2 separate regions of the Mus musculus genome follow, and region 1 is linked to region 2. A link is a contact called in public HiChIP or PLAC-seq data. All regions are on one chromosome and are shown on one strand. The core of a region is the stretch at or near the end of the contact, and the rest is flanking DNA. Distances in the headings are between cores, read along the strand shown. Region 1 overlaps Marchf1 (membrane associated ring-CH-type finger 1). Region 2 overlaps Marchf1 (membrane associated ring-CH-type finger 1).

Region 1 (3,328 bases), core at 810-3,309, 87 kb after region 2:
GGTCATTACTCTGAGACAGTGGGAATTCTTATGAAATAAGATCTTTAAAGGGGAACTCCATCTTGAAGAACAGTTGAAGGAATAGGTAAGTGTCCTACTGCCCAGAGCCAGTTATTGGAATTAAAGAGCTACTGGAAAGAAAGGGCTTCAAAGTACACATTTTAAAGTCACAAATCTAAGATTAATACAAAGGTAGTTAAAATAAAAAAACAACAGAGAAAGTGACCCACAAAGTTCCCAGGGTAGGATGGTGGCCTAGCATTGAGAGATGGTAGGGGAATGGCAGCCTTGGAAAAGGAAACTGAGGTCATGTTTATTCAGGTTTATTTCGTACTGGTTGCTACATAACCACTCTATGGGTGCTCTGTGGGGATGCTACCTCCTCTTCTGTCTGATAATGAAAATGTATGTCCATTGATTTCTACTCAGCTGGGACATTGAAAGACAAAACAGTTGTTCTTTCACACATTGGACATTTGCATATTTGAAGACAACTGTCAGGCCATCTCTGCCTTTCTAACCTTTCCTTCTCTGAGATGTTAAGCATGGGGATTTATGTGCCTCACAATTACTATAGTCACACAGTAAAAGCTAGTCCATTAGACCTATAATTTTGAAATACACTTTAGAGTCTTAGCTATGAATTTAGATAGATTGAATTCTATATGCTCTATCATTTCACAGTGTCCAGACTCTCAACATTTTCAGCATGTCTTTATAAGTGTCACTACTCCAATTGCTATAATCATTGTGTGTGCCTTCTGATTCCAGGTTCCCCAGCTTTAAGTGTTGCAAAAAGAGCAGGATGCCATAAGCTAAAAAGAAGGACTTTCCAAGGAGGAGAACTGGTCAACAATGCAGAATATATCAGGGAGAAGGGCTGTGGGGGATTTGGGGAGGGAAATAGAAAGTGGCCGTGCATCCTTAAGCTTAACTAAAAGAGGACTATGAGTATCTTAGAAGAAATGCAATCCCAATAGCAATTTAAACTGAGCTGTTCCTGCCTTCTGACATTACAACTCATTGAGATAAAACATGACTCAGTGGAGACATGGAAAACTGCATTACCTTGATTTAAAAAAAAAAATCAAACAAAAAAAATGCAGAACCTGCATCATAGCACCTAGAAACAATTTCTGCTGCCTTTACTGATTGTATGTCAGCAGTAGCAGTTCCTTTGTGGATCTGTCTATACTTTTACAACATTTTCTCAGCTATCACGAGGCTCCTAACAGCCAAGTAAGATTTTACAAACGAGGAAGCCAATTCTGAAAAGCTGTTCTTAAGCGTCCACTAGAACCAACACTAACGAACATGCACATTGCCCCTGTTTTCGTCAAGCCAGGACTTTGTCAGGACTGGCTGAGAGATGCATATACATGATCTTCTAGGCCACCCGTATGAAGTCAGACTTCACAGCCTTGTCTGTATGAGGCTGCATTCTAAGTAAATACCTGCTAAGTGCACTCAGAAATGGAGTTTTGGCAGTAATGCTGAATATAAGCCAAATGCATACAAGTAACAGTAATAACCCAAGAGTCCCATAGCCTAGCATAATAAAATTAGCAGTTGAAAATTATGTAAAAATTCAAATATGCCTTAAATAAATAAGATAGGGAGAGAATTATGTACCTCCCATGTGCCAAGTGTCAGCCTTTCCTCGTTTACTTTCCATGACTCCTTAAGCATTGTTTTTAACTTATTTTTAAATGAGCAAGCTGACACTTTTCCTAATTTACTGACACAATGGGTAAGGGCATCGGGCTCTGATTTACTTCGGAAACCCAAGCACTAAATCATTCTCTATACAATAATTTTCCATTACCTATGTAAAACAAGTACAACTGAAAGCCTAGGGCACTCTCCATGAGAAACATGGCCATCCTGCACACGCACAGTTATTATCAAGTGCCACCAGTTCTGTCACCAGTTCTTCATATGCCTCGTGACCTCCAGGTCCCCAAGATCACATTTTCTCATATTACAGTACCCAGAAACTGAGAGTTTCACTTGTGCACCTGCTCAGAGTCGAGGCTGAGAACTTGAGTCCTCACCAGCATCCTCTCACATGCAGGAGCTCCTTCTTCGTGGCTTTCCTGTGTTTAACCCGGTAATGTGGGGACACTCACATGTGCAGGAGCCCTCTCTTACTCAATGCTGACACATCACTCCAAAATATTAGCATTTACTATAAATCTCCACGGTCTAGTCTCCCCCAGGGACCTCACGGCTGGGCCACAAGTCTTCCATCCATGCTTGGTTAACTTCCCATCGCTTTCTCCAGGGAGCTTCTTCTAATTATTTGCAGCCTGTGTGTGACCTTAAGTCTGGGTTTTCTTCCCTCACTTCAGGTGTAGATTCGTGTTGTATCCTCTGTAACAGGAGGGATGTGGATTCCTCTCACCTGTCTCGCTCACCTTCTCTTCTCTACCCGCTCTTTCTTCCTCTACTTCTTGTTCTCAGGAAAAAGGTGTCCGTGTCCACCCCATGGAAACTTGCCCTTGCCCAAAGTTACTTCTATCCCTTTTTTCTTAATGATTTGGCTTTTTTTTAAAGGTGTTGTTTAATAACTGAGCCTTTCCTTGTCTGTTGTTTAATGGTTAATTCTCTGTGGCACCTCCACTCCTACCTGGAAACAACCTCAAAGTCTTCCTATTAAAGATTAAATTAAAAATAGTATGTTCTCACGTCTCGTCTGACCCTGGAGTGGAGACTGATAGAGACACCAGGCAAAGAAAAGGCTATCCTTTCAATCATTTGCTTCAGCACTAATGTCTCGACTCTGCTTTAGTGCCTTTCATTATGCTTCCATCCAAAAAATATTTACAAGAACTTTTGGGGGCTTAAAAAAAATCAGTTTATGGAGATGGGCTTAGCAGGTAAAGGGCCTGCTCTCAAGCCTGACTGACAACCTGAGTTGTGTCCCTGGGATGCACACACAATATAAATGAACAGATAGATGATAGGCAGACAGACAGACAGGCAGGCAGACAGACAGATAGACAGATAGATAAATAGACAGATTTTTAAAATATACTTTTAAAAAATTAGAAAAAATGAGTTTGTAAATGAATACCAAACTTTTTTAATTTTTCAAAGGTATTTTTAAGTTTTAAAAGTTATTTCTTTATTTTTGGAAGCAATAATGTAATTACATCAATTCTATCTTCCCTTTCCTCACACAAAATCATCCCGTTTACCTGCCCTTGCTATTTTTCACATTCCTGGTCACATTGCATTAATCTTTATTTAATAATGCTTTTAACACTACTAGACCCTTTGAGAACACAAAACTCAACAAGAAAATTTTGTCTTATTTGCCAACACT
Region 2 (3,335 bases), core at 72-2,571:
ATAGAGTAGTTATCACATTCTGGATGTTTTTGGACTACTGTCACTGTCTTAGTTGGAGTTGCTATTGCTGTGGAGAAACACCAGAAAAACATTTAATTTGGGCTGGCTTACAGTTTCAGAAGTTTAGTCCATTATCATCATGGCAAGAAGCATGGTGGTATGCAGACAGACATGGTCCAGGAGAAAGAGCTGAAAGTTCTGCATCTTGATCTGCAGGCAAAGAAAGAGATCATATGCCACACTGGGCATAGCTTAAGCATATAAGACCTCAAAGCCAACTTCTATAGTGACACACTTTCTTTAACAATCCCACACCTCCTAAGAGTGCCACTTCCCCTGGTTGGCATTTGAAAACATGAGTCTATGGGGGCATACCTAGCCACCACAGTCATATCTTTGATGTTACTAAACCTTGCTATGGAGACTGAACAATATTTTCTCTTCTCCTTTGTACTTAGCCCTCTTCTAGTTCTCTCAAAGTATGGTCATCCTTGAAGGCTATCTGCAATATTGTATCTAATGTGCATCCTTCTATACTTTCTTTCTTTGGAACAACCATATAGAAAAATTTGATTCCTTCCATTGTGTCTGCTGTGCCAACTACTGTGTTTTCAAGTTTAATATTTTCAATTCTATGATTTATTTTCTAGCTTCTTATTCGTGGTATCTTACCTTTCCCCTAAACATAAATATTCATATTGTACTAGTCTGAAAGTATATTTCCAGTTATTGTTCTCTTATGCTACATTTTCAACTTCAACCTTTCTTCTATAATCATATATTAATTAATCAGGCACTCTCCTGTTGATTCTGGAGTTCCAGTTTCTCTGTAGGCATCAATTTCCTCCAGTTGGTGGCGCTGAGTGCATGCTCAGGCAGGGCTGGGGATAAGTATGATGGCACTAAGTCCCAAACACTCAAAGCACTATTGATAGCCTCCATTTGATGTCACTACTCCTGTAACTCATGTCAGAGATCTGCAGGAGCCATGGCAAGGAGACTACCTGCAGAGTAGACTGTTAGAATAATGCTTAATGGTCCAGGGACCTAGGATATGAGAAGTTAGAGGTTTAAATGCCTGAAGACCATCTTATTACTCCACCCATAACTTCTGTTTCCTTTTTATTTGTCTCTTTATAGCCTATGTCTCTCTAAGCCATTCATTTTCTGGGTATCAATGTGACTTTGTCATGGAAAGAGAAAGGAATGGTTATCTGAGGACAAAGAGAAGTATCAAAGGCCTTTCTTTAACAGCTCGAACAATGGCCAGGCTAGGGCGAGGCCTTTGCCAAGAATAGATAAGATGACAATGGTGGCTTATTTGTGTTTCCTGTGGGCTGCTTTAACTGTATGTTTGAGGTAGTGGGTGTGGCTGGAAGCTCACACTGCTTTTCCTTCATGAAAAGAGTAGGTGTTTTGTTTTTTACCGTGCTTCTCTCATATTTCTTTGATTTGAATCAACATTATCCACTTTCTCCAGCTCTAATTTATGATTATATTCACAGCAGATTCCAAAAGTAATATTTAATACATCAAGCCCTCCCATGGCTTATGACAGACACTGTAAAAACACATTTGGCTTATGTCCAATGCTGCCTATGAATTTTTATGTCTGATCACAACTTACTATCTTCCAGTTTTGTTTTTAGATATGGCAATACCTCATCTACTCTTTTCAGTGAATTCATGGAATATCTGATTTATGAATGCTAAAATGGAAAATCTTACCTAATATTTGCTCTATTGCCATTTTGTCTATATATAGACTACTACAAAGGTCTACATTTTATCAGTGAAAACAAACTATATGAATACAAAAAAATAAAAAGACAACAAAGGAAAAGGTAGATGGGAGGAGTGGGAAATGGAATATGGAGTGTAAAAACTAAATTAAAGATAAAATAAAATTAAAAAAATAAAAATTAAAAAACGACAAAGCAGTTAAAAAAATAATATTTAATCTCTGTGTCTAGACATGTTTCGTATGCTTTTTTTTAGTTAGCTATTTTCTTCTATTTGTTTTATCCTATTCTGGTTTGTTTGTTTTGATTTGATTTAGTTTGATTATCTTCTATTTTATTTTAATTATTTGTTTTATTATTTTTTCTTTTTATTATTTATTTTAATTAATTTAAATTTATTTATTATTGTTTAAGTTAAAATTTTAAATTAATAATTTTTATTTTTGTATCATAAGCAATGGGCATGTTTTATACATTAAACATTACTTTCAGAATCTGTTGTGAATATAACTATGAATCATTATTTTTAGTATTATTTACTGTTCATTTTCTAACACAAGAGAAAATGAAAAGGTGTAGATTTGGATGGAAGGAGACTTGGGAAGGACCTGGGAGGAGTTGAGAGAGGGGAAACCATAATCACAATATACTGAAGGAAAATATCCATTTTGGGTAAAAGAAAAAATATTTCAAATGACTATTAAAAGTTTATAGACCCTAAGCTATTCAACTTTAAAATAAAATGAAATACTGATCCAACTATGAGATAATACATTCTTGGGGTAAATTAGTAGTTACTTAGTGGACTTCTAGTTAAATGTTAAATAGATGGACATTAAGCAAAATCTTTGACAGGTAACTTTATGTCTCAGAAAGTGTTCTTAATGAAGAGATAAGTGTCACTGACTTTACATTGTTGATTTCCACCTGTTGTGTACTCTCTGTTGACGGTAAAGTACTAGGTCCCTAAAGATATCTAGTTCCTAATCCTAGAAATCTGTGAATATGTTGTCTTCTGTGACAAAGCATTTGGAAGAAAGTTCATGAAACTCGCAGACAAATGGATGGAACTTAAAATATCACCCTAAGTGAGCTAACTCAGTCACAAAAGAACACACACGGTATATACGCACTAATAAGTGGATATTAGCCCAAAAGTTCGGAATAACCAAGATTCAATTTACAGACCATATGAAGCCCAAGAAGAAGAAAGACTAAAATCTGGATACTTCAGTGCTTCTTAGAAGGGTGAACAAAATACTCACAGGAGGAAATATGCTATCAGGGTGTGGAGCAGAAACTAAAGGAAAGACCATCCAGAGACTGCCCCACCTGGGGGTCCATCCCATATACAAACCTGGATGCTATTGTGGTTGCTGGGAAGTGCTTGCATGTGACTGTCCCCTGAGAGGCTCAAAGGACTGAAGGAGCCGAAGAAGTTTGCAACACAGAGGGGGAGCAACAGTGTCAAGTAGCCAGACCCCCCTGGAGCTCCCGGGGACTGGACCACCAACCAAAGAGTACACATAGAGGGACCCATTGCTCAGGCTGCATATGTGGCAGAGGATGGTTTTGTTGGACATCAGTGGAAGA

The links. HiChIP or PLAC-seq counts read pairs in DNA pulled down with a chosen protein or histone mark.
Region 1: a contact with region 2 is called in an H3K4me3 HiChIP or PLAC-seq map of the 230-238 cell line, with 4 times the contacts expected there. The contact joins two enhancer-like sites. A contact is called at or near these places in 18 of 484 Hi-C or Micro-C datasets (B cells, CD4 T cells, DN2 thymocytes and 13 more), 8 of 115 datasets of contacts at active chromatin or transcription factors (the 230-238 cell line, bone marrow-derived dendritic cells, bone marrow-derived macrophages and 4 more) and 1 of 9 other capture datasets (embryonic stem cells).

The regions. Positions count from the first base shown.
Region 1 is chr8:66,408,207-66,411,534 of GRCm38.p6, forward strand. All of the region lies in intron 6 of Marchf1 (membrane associated ring-CH-type finger 1), which reads left to right. Among named protein-coding and RNA genes, the nearest start is that of Tma16, 77 kb to the right of the region's middle. Within about 2 kb of position 2,060, at least 20 of the 459 cell types and tissues checked have an H3K27ac peak or open chromatin away from gene starts, as enhancers often do. A contact at or near this core is called in the 230-238 cell line, B cells, centroblasts and 2 more, where this site is marked.
Region 2 is chr8:66,322,345-66,325,679 of GRCm38.p6, forward strand. All of the region lies in intron 5 of Marchf1 (membrane associated ring-CH-type finger 1), which reads left to right. Among named protein-coding and RNA genes, the nearest start is that of Tma16, 160 kb to the right of the region's middle. Within about 2 kb of position 1,322, at least 41 of the 459 cell types and tissues checked have an H3K27ac peak or open chromatin away from gene starts, as enhancers often do. A contact at or near this core is called in the 230-238 cell line, B cells, centroblasts and 2 more, where this site is marked.